Regions from separate parts of the Sus scrofa genome. Here all the other regions are linked to region 3. The links are chromatin contacts, called in public Hi-C, HiChIP or PLAC-seq and promoter capture Hi-C maps. All regions are on one chromosome and are shown on one strand. The core of a region is the stretch at or near the end of the contact, and the rest is flanking DNA. Distances in the headings are between cores, read along the strand shown.

Region 1 (3,679 bases), core at 570-3,069, 200 kb before region 3:
CAAATGCTGGAGAGAGTGAGAGTGTAGAGAAAAGAGAACCCTCCTACACTGTTGGTGGAAATGTAAGTTGTACAACCACTATGGAGAATAGTATGGAGGTTCCTAAGAAAACTAAATATAGAACTACCATATGATCCAGCAGTCCCACTCCTGGGTATATATCTGTACAAGACTACAATTCAAAAAGACATATATACTTGTATGTTCGTAGCAGCACTATTCACAATAGCCAAGACATGGAAAAAACCTAAAAGTCCATCAACAGATGAGTGGTTAAGAAGATGTGGTACATACACATAATGGAATACTACTCAGCTGTAAAAAAAAGAACAAAATAATGCCATTCGCAGCAACATGGATGCAACTAGAGATTATCATATTAAGTGAAGTCAGAAAGAGAAAGACAAATACTGTGTGATATCACTTATATGTGGAATCTAAAATATGGCACCCCTATCTACAAAACAGAAACAGACTCACAGACATAGAGAATAGACTTGTGGTTGCCAACAGGGGTGGGGCGGGGGAGGGAGTGGAGTGGACTGTGAGTCTGAGTTTAGTAGATGTAAACTATTACATTTAAAATGGATAAGCAATGAGGTCCTACTGTACAGCACAGGGAACTATATCTAATCTCTTGGCATAGAATATGATGGAAGACAATGTGAGAAAAAGAATGTATATGTGTGTATATATATATAATATATATATAACTGGGTCACTTTGTTCTGCAATAGAAATGGGCACAACATTGTAAATCAACTATACTTTAATTTTTAAAAATAAATAAAAGAGAAATAGAGGCTGTCTGGCTCACAGACAAAAAGAAAAACATCTTAATAAACTGAGTACCTTGCAAGTTCCCATTGTGGCACAGTGGAAACGAATCCGACTAGTATCCATGAGGACGCAGGTTCAATCCCTGGCGTCACTCAGTGGGTCAGGGATCCAGCATTGCCATGAGCTGTGGTGTAGGTTGCAGACTCAGCTTGGATCTGGCGTTCCTGTGGCTGTGGCGTAGGCCAGCGGCTATAGCTCTGATTGGACCCCTAGCCTGGGAACTTCCACGTGCCACTGGTGCAGCCCTAAAAAAAAAAAAAAAAAAAAAAAAGGAAAGAAAAGAAAAGAAACTGAATACCAGTCTTATGTCCATTGAAAACTTTCCATTTTCATTTTTAACAGATTAGTTTCCTTTGGATGGGGCATGTGCTAACTACATGGTTGTTCTGTCCCAGAAATCCTTTCTTGGCTATTGTAGAAAATATTATAAAGATTGGTGCCATCCAGAAAGCAGAGGACTGTGATGTTCTTTCTTCCTTTGGGTCACATTTTTTTAAAAAAGATTTTCTGTTCTTATTGGCATGTTCATGAAATGAGAGATATTACATACAGGATTGTCACAATCCTCATCTTCAACCTATCTTTGTGTCCCACACATTCTTCAGATTCTATCACCTCAGTATCTGCAGTTTCCACACCCCAGAGCATAACAGCGTGGTGCAATTGTCCTGTGCAATGCAGCAGACCAACAGAAAGAAGCCGGGCCCTACTGCCTTTCACAACACAGAGGGTCTTTCCGCTCCAGCTGAACAGACGCCCAGAAAGCCTGGGGCAGAAGATTCTTACAGTCTCTACACAGAGACCAGGCCAGTAGGAACTGAAATGGCTCCACCTAGTCAGCGAGGGGCACTGGATGTGAGCAGCCGGCCTGCTTCCCTCTGTTTGTTGTTTAATTGGGCAATTGGGGTGGTTGTTCACAGGGACTCCATCACTGATCACATCTGGGCTCTCACTGCCAGGCTTATGAGAGTTACTTCTGCTTGTCAGTGACCACGCCCTTTCCCAGGCAGGGCCCACAGGAAGTCAGGCGGGAGGGGAGGAGGCATTTTGAGTTGTGGGAACCACACAGTCTCTCGTGGTGCTGACCAAGATCTACTCCACCCCTCACCAGAGAAGCTGGCCCGGAACACGCTTTCCTCCATGTCCCCAGCTCTCTTGCCCTGAATGGCTGAGTTGGGTGATGTTTACATTCATTTTTTTCATACTTAAGAAGGTTTGGGTGCAGGGATGAACTTGATCACCACTCAGACTGCGCACAAGAAGCCTTACACTGAAGCATGACTAACCTCCATTAATCAAGCCAGGCAAATTGGAAAAGGCTAGATAGCATTATATATTTCTTTTTTTTTTTTTTTTAAAGGTAACAGTGGTTGCCAAATATTTGGCTTCAGTTAACTGCGGTTGGAGTGTACAGCCTTGGTACAACCTTTCTGAGAGGGATTTGACAGCACGTATCAAAAGCCTTAAAGATGTTTATATCCACAGTAATTCCACTTCAGGAATTGAATCTAAAGGAACATAAGATGTATATACAAGAATATTCTTTGGAAGGTTACTTCTGTAGGGATGGAATACTTTAATATTTTAAAGGGTTTTATAAGGGCATTGAGGAAATGCTCATGATAAATGAAAAAGTCTTGTATTTATGTAAAAATGTACATAGTCTATGAAAATACACGTGTACATACATGTAAGATATGTATGTACGTGTTGTGTGTGTAAAGAGAGAGAGCACACCACTGCACCTTCTCCCTGACTTATTACTAGTGATTGGCTGGTCCCCTATGCTGCATCCTCCTCCTCTTTCCTACAGAGACATCTTGGAGGGCCTGGGGTCTCAGTCCTCAGACTTCCTCTCCATCTTCATTTAACTTCCCTAGACCAGTCCCATCTCTTTTCCATCCTTTCTATGCTGATGAACCTCAAGTTTAAATCTCCAGTCCCATCCTCTTCCCCAGACTTTTTACCAAATATGCAGCTACCTACTGAAATCTACATCAGGGTATGGAATTTCCATTCAGATTTCCCATATCCAAAACTGACCTCTTGATTTCCACCACAACGACCCCCCACCAACACACATACTTGCTTCTCTCCTGTTGTTCTCTACCTCTGTAATTGGATCTTCATTTCACCAGAAATGGGATTAGAATTCTGGACAACACCCTTTTCATATCTTTCTTTCTTATAGTCAGTCCGTCAACAAGTCCCCTTCCCTCTCTGTTAAGAATATTTGCTCAATTCAACAACCTTTCACCATCTCCCTTAGTCAGCCCTTAGCCCAGGACACCAGCATCTCTTCCCTAGACTCTGTAAGAGCCTCCCAATTGGTCTCTCTGCATCCACACTACCTGCCTATAATCTAGGATCCATATAGCAACAAATGGTCATTTAAAAATAAATAACTCCAGATCAAAGGAGAGAAATCCATAGTCAAAATATTAAAAGTTACCAAGAAATGATGAGATTATGGGCTGTTGCTATCCGTCTGCTTCTCTGTTGTTTGTCAAATGTCCAATGAGAAGCACATTTCAGTTTTACCAGCAAGAAATCAAAATGTTGTTTGGGGAAAAAGGAAGTCATTATAGGTTTCAGCCTGAAATGTTAGTAGTTTATCTCCCATTAATCAGTTCTGGCAGACCAGCACCAAACAAGCTACAGAGCATCAATGATCACTCAACTTCCAAAGGCAACACAAGGAGCAATGGAGGAATGTCCTAAACCAAGGTAACAAATACACAGCACTTGTGGTGTTACTTCTCCCTCCTGCATGCATAGCAGACATCACTAAATGATTGCCACTATTGCCAGCTGAAACTAGGTACAGCCTCAGAGTCTG
Region 2 (3,985 bases), core at 568-3,067, 140 kb after region 3:
TTAGCAATGAGATCCTGCCGTGTAGCACTGAGAACTATGTCTGGTCACTTATGATGGAGCATGATAATGGTGAAAAAAGAATATATACATGTATGTGTAACTGGGTCACCATGCTGTACAGTAGGAAAAAAAATCATATTGGGGAAAAAACAAAATACAAGAAACTTATAAAAAAAATTGAAAAGGCACCCACTACAGCAGGAATTGGTAGAATTTGGTGGCATGATAGGAAGAAAAGCATACTGGGAAGACTGTGTTAGGAAAGCTAGACTGTATGAGTCATTTTCTTTCTTTTTTTTTGTCTTTTTGCCTTTTCTAGGACCGCTCCTGCAGCATATGGAGGTTCCCAGGCTAGGGGTCCAATCAGAGCTGTAGCCACTGGCCTACACCACAGCCACAGCAACGTGGGATCCGAGCCGTATCTGCGAACTACACCACAGCTCACGGCAACGCCGGATCCTTAACCCACTGAGCAAGGGCAGGGACCGAACCTGCAACCTCATGGTTCCTAGTCGGATTCGTTAACCACTGCGCCACCACGGGAACTCCTGTATGAGTCATTTTCTTGGGGAACAACTTGACCATTTCTTCCTCTTAAAATTTACATCCGGTTCTGTGATTATACGTTTATAGGATCATATTTTGTTACAGAACACTTCTCATGGCTTATAATCTTTTTAGTATCAACTGTAATTGTTTAGTAACATCTATGAGAAAGGATCTGGTCTGGTTTTACTTGCCATTATCTCCCAAGTGCCAAATACAGCGCCTGGCACAAAGCAGGTGCTCAGTATTTGCATAATTCTTAAAGAGGAAATTAAAACTGTCAAGCAGACTAAGGCATTAAGGACAATGAAACGATTACTTTGTCCTGGAGACTGGGCAAATGTATTCTCTGGGGGGAAACTCACAGCTTTAAATTCATCTTTTAAAAATTTTTTAATTTTTAATTTTTTGGCTGCACCCACATACAGAAGTTCCCAAGCCGGGGATCAAGCTTGTGCCACAGCAGTGACAATGCCAGATCCTTAACCTGATGAGCCACAAGGGTACACCATTAAAATTTTTTTAAGTAAAAATAATGAACAAGACATTAGAGGGAGGAGTTCTCATTGTGGTACAGTGGGTTAAGGATCCAGCTAGCTCCCTGGCCTCCATGTGCTCTGGGCGTGGTGAAAGAGAGAGAGGAAGGAAGGAATTGGAAAATAGTCAAAATGAAAAAAATAATGAAACAAAATCAGAAATAATCTTTGAAAATAGATAGTTACCCCACAAGGCTAATCAAGGGACAATAAAACCCAAATGCATAATGTTTAGAATAAATAAAGTGATGCAACAACAGATGAAATTAGTTTTAAAATGTTAGACTGCTATATACAACTCTGACAAAATATATTAAAACGTTTAAGTAAAATGGACACTCTTAGGACAATAAGAAGCCAAACTTTGATTCGAGAAGAAAATCTGAATAGTTACTAACCATGACTAATATATGACAGCTCATTGTACTATATCTACCCTGGATGTTTGGATTTTTAAAATAAAATGTTTAAAAATATGCTTTCGGTAAGTAATGCTTTCCCCTGTCTGGTAAAGTCTAAATTTGCTCAGCACCAACGGTGTCTAGCAAGTCTACCTGACTGACACACGGGGAATGTCACACATCGAAAAACCGGTCCCAGAATGGCCTCACCAGGCTTTGGCAATCCGGAAAGGTACCAAGGTTGTAGTTCTCAGCACCCAGAGCTCAACGCGCCTGCGCAGGTAGTCGCCGCTCCGACCACTGTTCGAGGGCGGAAGCGCGGGCGCCCCGAGTCACGTGGCCGAGGACGGAAGGGGGCGGGGCGCGCGGGAAGTGCTGCCGCGTCCTCACTGACTGAATGGGCGGCGGCAGAGCGTGTGTGCACTGCTGAGGCTGCTGCTCGCTTGAGACCCAAAGGTTGCATGTCTCTACCCGGCTGGACAGTAAGGCCGGCGTCTGCGGAGACCCGGCAACATAGGAGGAGGGAAAAGGCAGCCAGAGACAGTCCCAGCGCCCCTTTCGGAGGTTGAAGGGCCCTAGCTTTCGTGGGGGTCATGGCATCGCTGGCGGACCGAGTGCGAGGCAACGGGCGCATCGCTGCCGGACTCCTGCTCAACCTGCTGGTGTCCATCTGCATCGTGTTCCTCAACAAATGGATCTATGTGCACCACGGCTTCCCCAACATGAGCCTGACCCTGGTGCACTTCGTGGTCACTTGGCTGGGCTTGTATGCCTGCCAGAAGCTGGACATCTTTGCCCCCAAAAGTCTGCCGCCTTCCAAGCTCCTCCTCCTGGCGCTCAGCTTCTGTGGCTTCGTGGTCTTCACCAATTTATCTCTGCAGAACAACACCATAGGCACCTATCAGCTGGCTAAGGCCATGACCACACCGGTGATCATAGTCATCCAGACCCTCTTCTACAAGAAAACCTTCTCTGTCAAAATACAGCTCACGCTGGTGAGTAGCTTCAGCTTGGCGAGGCACTCCTCCAACATCCTACCTCCTGGACTGTCTTTCTCCCCGGGAAATTCGAATGGTTAACCTTGAGCCACGCTCTTTCCCATGATCTTGAAATCCACACATGAGTCATCTCTGGGCATGTGAACTTAAGGCTTATATTGGAGAAGGTGGAGAAAAGCCATCTTGGCGCTCTATTGGGATTTTAGCCCATTAGAGTGTGCTTGTGTGAGTTTTAATAACTATGGTTTGATCCTTAAATGCTATGTATGATGGGTAAGAAAAGAAAGCTGTATGGAGTGGTGCAAATGAGTGTATCGGGTTCATTGCAAAAGCTCAAACTGAAAAACGTTTATAATAAACGTTAGAGGTTTAGCATAAAATGTCTCAGGGTATGTCTGCAGCGACGATCTGCAGAGGTTTCTACGTCTTTAAATAAAAGAAGATGGGCTAAAATAATTTCAGAACGTCATAACTTAGAATATTCAAAATCTTAATGCTTTTGTTATACGTTTTGGTTTATATATTCTTTAGACACTAGTTTTGGGGTCCTTCATTTTACTCCTCTCTGCACACATGTATTTTTTTCTTGCAATGTGCAATGCATTGACTCATAATTTTACCCGGAATTTTAAATAGAATTAAATGTGAATATAAATAAGAAATTTCCTATTTCACTTTGAAGAAATAAGATTTTCAAATGGAAAAAAAATTTATAGAAGTTCATTGTTTCCTAGGGATGTTTTCGTGATTAACCTTGTAAGACTTGGTGAAAGGGATACTAATTTTATGTCTCATGAATTTAATCTGAACACATTTACCTCTTTTTCTTTACAGATTCCTATAACTTTAGGTGTAATCCTAAATTCTTATTACGATGTGAAGTTTAATTTCCTTGGAATGGTGTTTGCTGCTCTTGGTGTTTTAGTTACATCCCTTTATCAAGTGGTTGGTAATTTTTTTTTCTTTATGTGCCTTTTTAGCAGATTGCATAAATTTTGAAGCTGTATCCCAAGGTTTAAAAATACAGTATAGAGACAATAGACTGTTGGAAAGAAAGCATAATTGCATAAATTGTCTGACTCAAGGTGAAGAGAAGAAAGGAGACAGAGAAACTTGGGTGTAGGATGCTCATCAAGTGCCTCCCTACCTGTTTGTAAGTGTATGACACCCATGCTTAACAGTCTGGGTTTGGGGTGATGTTATATTATTTTCTGGGACATCTTTACAGAATGAGTAGTAAGACTTTTTCCTTGAGGATGGAGTTCATTGGTTATATTTGTCATTCACTCTTTAATTATGACATTACTGTGAAGGAGTGAGTACATGTTCAAAACTTTGAAGAGGAAAGGAAACTTTCACATTTATAAATCTTTGCCTCAAAAATATGCTGCCGTTACAGCTTGTATATTGCTTCTAATCATTTGTCTCTGTCAGTATTTTATGGGTATTTCATTTCGTGCACTAACACGGTGCCTTGCCTGTAGGAGGCATTTATTGGAAATTT
Region 3 (3,641 bases), core at 302-2,801:
GGAGGAAGAGTGAGATGGACTGGGAGTCTGGAGTCAGTAGATGCAAAGCACTACATTTAATATGGATAAGCAATGAGGTCCTACTGTATAGCACAGGGAATTACATCCAGTCCCTTGGGATAGACCATGTTGGAAAATAACATAAGAAAGGGAATGTATGTAAATGTATGACTGGGTCACTTTGCTGTACCGCAGAAATAAGCACATTATAAATCAACTATACTTTAATTTAAAAAAAAATGTTTTTCTGGGAGTTCCTGTCATGGCTCAGTGGTTAATGAATCCAACTAGGAACCATGAGGTTGCAGGTTTGGTCCCTGGCCTTGCTCAGTGGGTTAGGGATCTGGCGTTGCCCTGAGCTGTGCTGTAGGTTGCAGACGCGGCTCAGATCTGGCATTGCTGTGGCTCTGGTGTGGGCCAGCGGCTACAGCTCTGATTAGACCGCTAGCCTGGGACCCTCCGTATGTCGCAGGAGTGGACCTAGGAAAGGCAAAAAGACAAAAAAAAAAGAAAAAAGTTTTTCTAAGGAAAGAGAAATTACCGAAATATGTAACATATTCAATTAACCTAAATTGTGAAACACCTAGAAAGCACTTACATACAGAAAACTTAGGATAATTATAATTCATTTTTAATTATTCCTTTAACTTAGTTTTCAATTACTAGCATTTTTTTTTTCTTCTTAGGGCCATACCTTATAACAAGGCAGTTAAACTATGAACTAAGCAAAAGTCTTTAATGACCCTCTCACTCCCTACTTTTCCCTGCACTTTGCTCTCTCTGAATCTTTTTGCCCTTCAAAACTTAGTTTCATAAAAAAGCTAATACCTTTTATAAAGGGTAGTTCTAATTTTAGCCTTTTCTCTAATAATGGTAAATTCTCTTAAGTTACTGCCTTTTTTAGAACAAGGCATTTTGGGAACAGAAAGTGCTTTCTGTTGCCCAGTAAATACATCATAAACCTACCTGTGGGTAACCCTTTAAAGTGCCAGAGTCATGTATTTATGCTATTTAACTCAGATAAATAGCTGATTTAGGTACAGAGTACAAAGTTGTTTGGCCTCATAGGTTAGTTAACTCCGTTTGGCAGGGTAATTTGGAAAGAGTTGTCCTGGGTTAAGACACCGGTAGAAAAGATACTTGACAATTCAAGAGAAACCATTTCAAGAATGAAAAAGACTGTGCCCTAGCCTAGGAGCCTTCACCGGACCTCTGGGTGTGGAAACTGCTCCTTGCTACTTTTCCAGCTACTTTCCCCAGCACAAAGGAATAAGCGACCACCAACTGGTAGTGTTGGCGACTGGATTACAGTTTGCTTTAGATGCACCTTTTGAGTTTCGGAGGGTTTCTAAGCCCCTCGCAGCAACGTAACCCGCTAGGGTCTAGGAAGCCAAAGCAAGGCCGACGGGGCGGTGCGGAACAGAGAGAAACGCCGCTGAGAAAATGCCGCGAAGGGCGCCGCGCGCGTCCGGTTTGCGCTGCGGCGCCGCGGAAGACTCCGCCCCTCGGCTCCCCTCGCCCCGCCCTAGGCCCCGCCCCTTTCCGGGCCGCGCTCCCGCGCGCCCCGCCCGCGGACGGAAGCGAGAGCGAGGCTGAACGCCTGACGTCAAGGCGACACCGCCAAACCTCGCCCAGAGTCAGGCGTGTAAACCAGCCGGAGCGGCGGCGGCGGCAGCGGCAGCAGCAGGACCGCCGTGGCGCCGGGAGCAGCGACCCGGAGGGAACGCGAGGCGACGCTGGCTGCGGCGACCCGGTGACAGCGTGAGAGGTTAGCATAGTGCGTGCGTGGCTGCAGAGGGGAGCGGCAGCGCGAGGCGGGGGCCGGGCGCCGGCTAAGGGGAGCGGGTGGGGTGCGGCGCGGGCCGGGCGGGGCGCGCGCGGCGGTCAGGGGGCCCGGGCGGCGGCGGCGATGGCAGCCTCGGCGCGCGGCAGGTGGTGCGAGGGCCCGGCGCCGTGCGGGTGAGGGCGCTGCCTCCCAGGCCGGTGGGGACCAGCCGCCGCGGCCGCCGCGGGGAATCAGCGCGCTTTGCGGAAGGGGTCAAATGTCTGAAATATGGCGGAGGAAGTGAGAGCCCGAGGACCCCCCCACCCGCCTGCTCCCTCCTGCCCGCAGCCGCCGCAGCCTCTCCCACTGCCCGCCGTTCCGTACAGCTCCCCGGAAGACTCGTCCCCCCGCCCCTGGCCCCCTCGCTCGCCGTCTCCGTTCCTTCCCGGGTGTGAGTGCAAGTTAGAACGGAAACCAGAAAGTTGTCCTTTGCGAAGACCCAGCTTCCCCTAGTCCCGAGCAGGGGTGAGGAGCGTTCTGGGGAAACCACTCTCCGACGCCCTGCGGGCTTGAGCTTGACAGGGGAAAAGTTTGCCTGAAACGGGGTTGGCTTGCTCCATTTGTTGCGGGAAGTGGCAGGAGGAAGGCAGCGGAGGGAGCCCCACCTAGTCTGGCAGCAGCCACCGCGTAGAGAAAAACTGTTAAAGGGGCCTTTCCCTTCGTCAGCAAGAGGAAATCTCTTTCTCTTACAGAGGGAGAGAAAATCCAGGAAGTTTGTCCTCTTTTTCGCCATCTCGATGTGTCTAATTCTAAAACTGTCAGCGCCATGAATCTTTTAAAACTATTCCCAGAGAATCGGGCCATCTGAATTTTTCTTCCGAAAAAAACCGATGGCTTTTAGAGAAAAGATCATCCTTGGTGAATTTAAGCAGACGATTCGTTTCCCCTTTGCCTGTTCCCCCACCCCCTTTTATTAGTTTAGAACATTTTTGTTCTGCAGTTCTATGTTACTGTAAGGGGAAATCTCGTTTTTAATGGGGTAGAAGTTGACACTAAATGGAGATTGTGATTTTAATATTTTTCAATTGATTCAGCCTGATTAGATTTTTGTTTTGCTAGTAGCATAACATCTAATACAGAACAAGTGCTCATAACTTAAAGTTCCCAACTTGTAACTTCATTTTTAACCCTCTTTTTTTGCAATTATAGTGCTGCTTGTACTTGACAAACCTTATCTTAGCAAGAAGTAACATAAAAAAGGGAGATGTTCATTTAACTTCAAGCTCCTTTGGCTTCTAAAAGCTGATCCTTGAATAGTATTTGAGTCATAATGGAGTCATGGGACTTTGTAAGTTAAGGCCGGAAAAGACTATTTAGATCATCCAGTCCCACCCTCTCATTTTACAGTGGAGGAAACTGAGGCCTAGAAAAGATAAGGTAACTAGTCAGTGGTCTTGCTGACTTTTAGGACTGTAGTCTGTCCATTATAGAGAATTTGGAGGGAAAAAAATGACATTTTTTATATGAATTACCTTTTCCAGAGGATAGTAGTCCCATCATACTCCAAAAAGAGGGGCACCTTACTTAGTCAAACAGTGTGGAAGGACCATTTGGTTGTTTCATTACCAGGTTTTAAGAGAGGAAATTGATACCCAGAATGATTAAATAATTTTGAGAACACAGAGCCCTGAATGATAGCTGGTCTTATTTGAGCCCATCCAAGCTTTTGATCTCAGCACTACGAAAAAAAGTGTTTTCACTTGCATTTTCTTTTTGTCATTCATAATAAATTGTGAGGCTGCCTTATCTGAAGAAGGCTAAAAGTAAATCTTTGAAACACATGTATCCAGTTTGGTTTTAATGTGCCAGGTATGAG
Region 4 (3,594 bases), core at 134-2,633, 200 kb after region 3:
ACCTCACTATATTTGATCTGATATTTTTTTGAGCTAAACCAGATCCCTGAAGATAAGATTAGCAATTAAATTAATCAATTAAGTGACCACTATGTTTAAGGAAGATTCCTTTCTAGTAGGCTAGGGCATGGAAGAAGGGAAAGATACACTATTTTTAATGGCCCCACCCCCAGCATATGAAATTCCCCTGCCAGGGATTGAATCAGAGCTAGCCATAGCTGTGGCATCCCAGGATCTTTTAACTCACTTGGGCAAAGGGTGGGGGCATTGAACCCGAGCCTGGGCAGAGACCACAGCTGCTGTAGTCAGACTCTTAACCCATGTGCCATAGAGGGAACTCCAGGAAAGATAATTTTATTAAACAATTCCTCCTTCATAAAGAACTCACTTTTTCCTGGCCCAAAAAGAAGCTGTTCTTTGCAGTGACTGCTTTTTGGGTTGTACCAGCTCAATTCTCGTGTCCTGGCTCATTTCGGAGACTGCTACACCTATGTGCCAAAAGTGGCAAGTAAGTGAGTCAGTACTGAGTGCCTAATATATAAATAGATTTTTTTTTTTTTGCTTTTTAGGACCACATCTGTGGCATATAGATGTTCCCAGGTTAGGGGTCGAATGGGAGCTGCTGCAGCTGCCGGCCTACACCACAGCCACAGCAATGCCAAATCTGAGCCACCTCTTTGATCTACACCACAGCTCAAGGCAATGCTGGATCCTTAACCCACTGAGGCCAGGGATTGAACCTGCATCCTCATGGATAATAGGTTTGGTATGGCTGAGCCAGCACAGGAACTCCTAAATGCCTAAATAGATATTTTTAATGGGAGTGAATGCATACATTATATAAACAAACCTAAATATTCTAAACGCTTAAAGTAGAAAGTGACCCTTCTTTATCTCCCGCCCCTTCTGTAACGGTAACCACGAGTCTTATTCCTCCGGCTAGAATATTGAATACATCCCTGAGCAAGCCCATATTGTGCTATTTTTAATCATACTTTTAAAAAAGTTTTGAAATAGGTCATTTTTATACAACTCCAGCAGCTGGCGGTGCGGGCTTAATATATCACACAGCTGTTAAATTTGGTTTCTTTTTCGGTAGCAGCACTTAGATACCCATCTGCCTGAGTTTCCACCGCAGTGGGGAGGTGTAAACACACGAAATACAAAAATAGCAGAAGGATAGTCTCAAGCTTGGCGCGCGGAACCAGGTGGTGGCGGGAAAGACCAGGGCGGAGCTCAACCCAAGGGAACTCGCCCCTCTCCAGCTGCCCAGGCCGAGCGCCGAGCTTCAGAACCGCCCCCTTCTCCAGGCAGCCCGCCCCAGCCCCGCCCTCAGTGGGCGGAGGCGGTGGAACCTTGACGCGCGCGCAAACGGCCGGATGGGCCGCGGCTTCCGGCGCGCTGGGCTCGGACAGTAGGGGGCGCGCAGCTGGCGCACTTCAGCCAGCTCGGCACCTTCTGGGGCCTGTGCGGCTCGGTGTGACTGGAAAGAAAATGGAGCAAGAAGCCTAGGCCGAGGGGTAGCCCTCACCCCTCTGATCGAGGTCCTGCCGCTTACGCCGCCAGGAGCCTCCTTCCCCGGACCTAGTGCGTTCGAGTGCCCCGGTGGCCTGGGCCTCGCGAGTGGAATGGTAGCCGAGGCCCAGGGCCTCGGGTTTCGGGGCACCCCGTGAAGGGAACTGGGGAACCTCGCGGGACTCCCCCCGACTCCAGGAGCGGAAAACCCCAGCGAGCTGCAGGTATCGACCTGGAAGCGTGTGGGCAGTTCTGGGTTTGCTCTGTGACTTGGGTCTTCCGACTCGCTCTCGTCCCTCGCCTCTGTCCGCACGGCGCCTTTGTGCATTTCGTGGTGGGGGGCTCGGGGCACGTGGGTGTGTGAAGGTTTTGTTGGAAGGGGCCGAGGACGGCGTCGCTGGGGAGGTGGGCGGGGTTTCGGGCCGGCGCTCCTAGCGGGCGGGGGGAGCGGGGGGGGGCTGGGAGGGGGGCTCCGCCGACAGCTGGGATAAAGGTCACGTGTGCGGGGGGCGCTGCCTGGCGGCCGGCAGCTTCCCGGCCGGGGGTCAAAGTAATGACAGGTGCCTGTTCGGTAGCTCGTATGAACCGGGAGCTGAGTCTGGGCGAGACTGGGCTGGTTCTGTGGGCAGGTTGACTCAGCTTTTCCTGTTGGGCTGGTCAAGTTCGGACAAGTTCCTAAGTCTGCAGTAGAAGGAGCTAAGCCCTGACTTGTCTCCAGTTGGGGCTATTTAAACCGTGCCTTTCCCCAGCTGTATTCAGTGGCTGTTGGAGAGCGATACCTGTGGTCTTCAACGCGTAGCAAGTACTTTATGCTGATCCAGGTGAGGACCCACTTGCTAAGGGCTTTACTTTGAGTAAAGCATTATGTGTCTCCTTTTTATATGATTTTTGTCTTTTTTCACAGGTGTTTCATTATTTCAAGTTTTTATCGTGTTTTTTTTTTTTCCCTATTCTTAGGCAAATGTGCAATACCAACATGTCTGTGTCCACTGATGGTGCTGTAAGCACCTCACAGATTCCAGCTTCGGAACAGGAGACCCTGGTTGGTATTTTTGTCTCCAGTGTAACGTCAAAAGTTTTTTTTTTTTAAATCTTATAAGGTGATTAGCTAAATTCCATAGACCCAATGACAGCCTGGCTCTTTAGGTAAAATTGCGGTACATTGCTTAAGTTCTGCCACTCAGGCATAGTTGTCAAGCAAAAGTTAACTGTCAGACTCAGTATTTATCTTCTTGGCTTTTTACCACACTGGATTTAGAAGTTAGTTTCATTACATTCTTAAGCATGGATGCTGAAGTTGTTTATTTTTTGAGGGATATTTTTTTTCTATTTTGACCTATCAGTATTTAACTTTTAAAATGGTTTCTAAAAGTCACAGAAATAATTCATGCTTGTGAAGATACAGGCATTACAGGAAAGTGCAGTGTAAAAACTGAAAATTCCAGTCTTCTCTTTTGACCATGTCTCCTTTTTAGATCTTTTTTGTGTGCATACCCATGTAATATATGCACATATGAGTTTTAATCTGTGTTCTTTATGTTTTACTATAATGGGATTAAAGGTGTTTGGCAAATAGCATCTATTATCAGTAAGTAAACTCTGCAGAATTTTTTTTAACAGCTGTATGCTAATCCGTAGTATTAGTATGTCATTTTAAAATTTATGATCGATTTTAAATTGCCTTTAGTTGTTTTTTGTTTGTTTGTTTTTGTCTTCCCATTGGCATATGGTGTTCCTAGGCCAGAGATCAGATCTGAGCTTCAGCTGCAGCCTGTGCCACAGCTGGGGAAATGCCAGATCCTTAATCCACTGTGCCAGGCCAGGCTGGGGATGGAACCTGCATCCTAGTGCTCCTGAGATGCGTCTGATCCTGTTGCACGCCACATTGGGAACTCCCACCTTTAGTTTTTGATGATTACAGATAGTGCTGCTTTGCGCATGTCTTTAACACAAGTGTTATGTGAATATTTCTGTCAGAGAGACTTTTATACACATAGAACTCCTGGGTCCTAATTGTACACATTTCATTGCTGCTGATAACATGCTAACCAAAAGATTGTAATAGTTTTCCCCCCTCTG
Region 5 (3,723 bases), core at 752-3,251, 240 kb before region 3:
GGAAACAAAGTGGTGAAGTGAAGACTGGCAGGCAGAGCCCTGCTCTCAGAGATCTTAGATTATAGGGAGGGAGAATTAAGCAAGGACGTTGAATGGAGTCAGTCTGTCTTTTCCCCCCTCTACCATGCTCTGGGAAACCCTGGCTAAGGGCTCTGACTTCCTTGGGAGACAGGTAGGAAGCATGTGTGATGACAAGAATGGGGCCTCTAAGCAACACAGACTTGATTTCAAATCATGGTTCTGTCACTTACTAGCTGTGAACTTTGGACAAACTGCTTAACTAGCTAAGCTTCCATTCCACAAGACATTGGGAGGTCTCCTCCCACACTTGTGCACCCTCAGCTTTCATGTCTCAGCCCAAATATCACCTCCAAAAGTCTTCCCTGACCACTGACTCTAAAGTGTACTCTCTCCAACCCACCCCTCTTCCAAGTTATCACACCAGACTACAATTTTATATAACAACCTGAAATCCCCTGGTTTATTTAATAAGCTGTCTTCCCCCACAGTTAAGGGTTTTTGTCTGGTTCCAGGCTATATCCCCAGAAGCTTGGAATAGTCCCAGCCTACAGTACCCTCACAAAAAATATCTGTTAAACAAGTAAGTCAAACAGGCCAACTGAACAATGCTTCCTAATTTTTTAATAAATCATTTTGCATACTTAACCCCAATTAGTTGCTTGACTTACCTAATTGATCTGACCTAAGTCCGGCCCATGGGTACCTTCGCCCCACTGAGGGATTATAGGACTCTGACAAATATGACTTTTTCCACAGAAAGTTTCTCTGGTATTCACTCAACCCCTGTAATGCAAAGTACAATTTGAGGTCAAGGCAATTAATGAAAGTTGTTTTAGACATCAGTAAAAATAATTTCTGAACCTCTAAAAAGAGTTGAAAGACTTTAGATTGATAATTAAACACAGAAGAGCTCCTTAATAATAGCTAATATTTATCCAGCCCTGCAGTAGGCAGTTCATAGTGTTATATCCTTTAATCCTCACAATCACTTGAGGCAGATGCTACTAGGAATCTGAGGCTCAGCGCAGTTACCCCCTTGCTGCTGTCTGATGCCAAAGCCTGAGCTCTTGTCTGATAACGAGTGACAATCTAAATCCTCATCACTATAATTATCCTAATTACTCTATCCTCACCGAATACACAATATTATATATTATGTCTAGACCCTTTTGACGTTTTGTAAAGTCAACCAACAAAAGACAAATTTCCCTCCCATTCTGGATACAAACTCTCAAGATAAAAGAAGACAGGGTTTGTGGAATACTTGGGTCAACTGCTGTGTTGAAAGCTGCTTGACAGTTACTAGCTACCTGGTATTTCTAACAAACCTTAAACGCACAACTATGCATAATGTGTATTTCTTAAACTCTATCTAGTCAAGCTCTCATTTCTCAAGGCTTTAAAGGACATAGGCACTTTAAAGTTTTAAAAAGAAGTGGGGAGGAGTGCTAAATGCTAAGCCGTGACGTGGTCCACAGCTGTCCCAATCTGAAGTCACTTTAGTTCCCATTATAGAGCGCCCTCCTTCCATCTCCACGTCTCTTGAGTCCCCCGCCCCCCAAATAAATCTATCTCAAACCATCTAACTCTTCTACTCGGCAACTCGGAAGTGCGTGTGAGTGGAGATGGGGCTAGGCTAGAGGAGACGAGCCTCCTCCAGAGGATGGTGACAAGCAGGCTCGGGAGCAGGCAGGCTCTGCGGGGCCGAGGGGCACGGCCCAAAAAGCCATCGAGGCCCTGGCGCCCAGCACCCGCCCCGCCCCAACACCCCAAACAGTCTTCGGGCCCGGGACCCCGGCCTCACCTTGAAGCGCACCGGCATGTCGCCCGGCGGCTGAAGCCCCCGCCACTCCGACAGTTAACGGGACAAAAAGCCCCGAGGGGGCGGGGCGAAAACAGTAGGTTCCCTAGCAAAAGCCTCGGCCCGGCGTCCCCGACTACGCGCCGGCGCACTCGGCGCGTCCTTCCTTGAACCCTGTCGCTCTGCCTTTCCCCGCCCATTTTGCAGCCTAAGAACCAATAGAAGCTCGGAGAACCCGTGCCGTCATTAAGTTCGACCAATCAGTGCCCGAAAGGAGGAAGGGCCCCCCTCAACCGAATCCCGAGAGCTGATAGAGATGGCGGGCGGAAGGCCCGCCAATGAGGCTCTCGGAACCGAGGTGGGCGGGGCCCCGCGGGAGCTTCGTTCTGAGAAGAGGTCGATGGCGCCGGAGTTTGCGGCCTCCGCGCAGCAATGGGTCTGCCTGCCGCGGAGATGGGTGTGTCACCGGCTTCGCTGGGCTCAGGCTCTTACGTCATAAAACAAGAAGGTGTGTTCATATTTCCACCATGTATGACAGAATGGGATGTTTCTTTTTATGAAATGAAAATATTCAGGTCTGTTCTTCTGATATCAGTTCTGTAACAACCACGCTACCGTATTTACTGTCACATCAAAAGGAATAAGCCAGAAAATATAGGCAGACAGAAAAAAAAATTTTTTTTTTATTGAATCTTGAAAGACAAACTGCTGACTTCCAGTGATGTTCTTGCCTCCCACGACACCCACCTCAAGAGGTACATGTAGCTCCTAGAGTAGAAAACTTTTATTGATAAATGCTTGTGAGTCTTTACTTACGAAGCTTCAGCCTTGCCTCTCCTCTCACCCTTTTTTTATAAAATAAAATTCCACCTAATTTTTACAGACTTTTGCCATCATTATCAATAAATACTTCTTATTGATATACCAGTGACAGAAGGCTGTGTTGCCCTGACAATGGGAAAGAAATAAATTGTCCAGATAGTTCTCTAATATGCTTGGGAACAATGAACATACATTTATATACATTTATTTAGTGATAGTACAATGTATGTCATGTGCTAAATTTCCAAATGAGAGGTATAAATGATAAGGGCTATAGGGATTGGAGGAAGGAGGCATCCCTAAGAGCAGAGATGATTAGAAAAAGCCTCAGGAAGAAATATTCAGACTGAGCCTTAAAGATTAGAAGAACTAAAATAAGTAAAGAGGAAAATGAGGAGTTCCTGTCGTGGCTCAGTGGAAATGAATCTGACTAGTATTCATGAGGAGGCAGGTTTGATCCCTGGCCTTGCTCAGTGGGTTAAGGATCAGGTGTTGCCTTGAACTGTGGTGTAGGTCACAGACGCGGCGTGGATCCCCGCATTGCTGAGGCTGTGGTGTAGGCCAGCAGCTACAGCTCATATGGACCCGTAGCCTGGGAATCTCCATATGCTGTGGGTGTGGCCCTAAAAAGACAAAAAAAAAAAAAAAAAAAAAGGGAAAATGGGACAATCAAAAGTTAGATGTCTGAATGGAATGCTGCCAGGCTTCTTCCAGGAACAATGGATGCAGTTTCATTTTACTTTTTTCATTTGTTGACTGAAGAAAAGGATACCCTCTTGTAAACTTTTAAATATTAATACCAATCCTTGATGCTCTCCTTTAAGCACTTTCTACAGAGACCTGTCTTCTGAATCCTAATTGATGTCTCTGTTCTTCATCATTACTGAGATACTTAAAAATTCATTTGAAGGAGCCACCTGATATCTGAAACAAAGAGAATATTAAATCAGTCCCTATGCAGCCATGCATCTAGGGGGCCCTTGATAAATGTTAATTGGTGGTGACAGCATCTCTGTCGTGTAAATTAAGACTGGAACAAACAAGACACAGTGGAACATAAAACAAAAATCCTCTGCAGG

Evidence for each region. Promoter capture Hi-C pulls out the DNA fragments that hold promoters and counts their contacts. A called contact is a pair of places that touch in the nucleus more often than the background predicts. HiChIP or PLAC-seq counts read pairs in DNA pulled down with a chosen protein or histone mark.
Region 1: a Hi-C map of subcutaneous adipose tissue shows a contact between it and region 3, with 1.5 times the contacts expected there. The contact joins the enhancer-like site here to the promoter of RAP1B in region 3. A contact is called at or near these places in 3 of 5 promoter capture datasets (fetal liver and liver), 8 of 47 Hi-C or Micro-C datasets (alveolar macrophages, blood, embryonic fibroblasts and 4 more) and 2 of 2 datasets of contacts at active chromatin or transcription factors (alveolar macrophages and skeletal muscle).
Region 2: a Hi-C map of liver shows a contact between it and region 3, with 2.1 times the contacts expected there. The contact joins the promoter of SLC35E3 here to the promoter of RAP1B in region 3. A contact is called at or near these places in 1 of 5 promoter capture datasets (liver), 3 of 47 Hi-C or Micro-C datasets (blood, heart right ventricle and liver) and 1 of 2 datasets of contacts at active chromatin or transcription factors (alveolar macrophages).
Region 4: a promoter capture Hi-C map of fetal liver shows a contact between it and region 3, with 2.5 times the contacts expected there. The contact joins the promoter of MDM2 here to the promoter of RAP1B in region 3. A contact is called at or near these places in 2 of 5 promoter capture datasets (fetal liver and liver), 2 of 47 Hi-C or Micro-C datasets (embryonic fibroblasts and liver) and 1 of 2 datasets of contacts at active chromatin or transcription factors (alveolar macrophages).
Region 5: an H3K27ac HiChIP or PLAC-seq map of alveolar macrophages shows a contact between it and region 3. The contact joins the promoter of MDM1 here to the promoter of RAP1B in region 3. A contact is called at or near these places in 2 of 5 promoter capture datasets (fetal liver and liver) and 2 of 2 datasets of contacts at active chromatin or transcription factors (alveolar macrophages and skeletal muscle).

What each region holds. Positions count from the first base shown.
Region 1 is chr5:32,707,247-32,710,925 of Sscrofa11.1, forward strand. All of the region lies in intron 2 of LOC102164628 (a long non-coding RNA gene), which reads left to right. Among named protein-coding and RNA genes, the nearest start is that of MDM1, 35 kb to the left of the region's middle. Within about 2 kb of position 1,820, at least 20 of the 83 cell types and tissues checked have an H3K27ac peak or open chromatin away from gene starts, as enhancers often do. A contact at or near this core is called in alveolar macrophages, fetal liver, omental adipose tissue and 1 more, where this site is marked.
Region 2 is chr5:33,047,376-33,051,360 of Sscrofa11.1, forward strand. SLC35E3 (solute carrier family 35 member E3) reads left to right here and starts at 1,818. Exons shown (of 5, transcript XM_003126366.4): 1 at 1,818-2,478; 2 at 3,316-3,426. The coding sequence starts at 2,077.
Region 3 is chr5:32,908,630-32,912,270 of Sscrofa11.1, forward strand. RAP1B (ras-related protein Rap-1b) reads left to right here and starts at 1,552. Exons shown (of 8, transcript XM_005663969.3): 1 at 1,552-1,768.
Region 4 is chr5:33,104,335-33,107,928 of Sscrofa11.1, forward strand. It overlaps MDM2 (MDM2 proto-oncogene), which reads left to right and starts at 1,384. Exons shown (of 11, transcript NM_001105303.1): 1 at 1,384-1,739; 2 at 2,473-2,557. The coding sequence starts at 2,477.
Region 5 is chr5:32,671,623-32,675,345 of Sscrofa11.1, forward strand. It overlaps MDM1 (nuclear protein MDM1), which reads right to left and starts at 2,002. Exons shown (of 16, transcript XM_013997708.2): 1 at 1,826-2,002; 2 at 690-804. The coding sequence starts at 1,843. LOC102164628 (a long non-coding RNA gene) reads left to right here and starts at 2,208. Exons shown (of 4, transcript XR_002344013.1): 1 at 2,208-2,330. It overlaps LOC102164543 (a long non-coding RNA gene), which reads right to left. Exons shown (of 3, transcript XR_002344012.1): 3 at 3,276-3,568.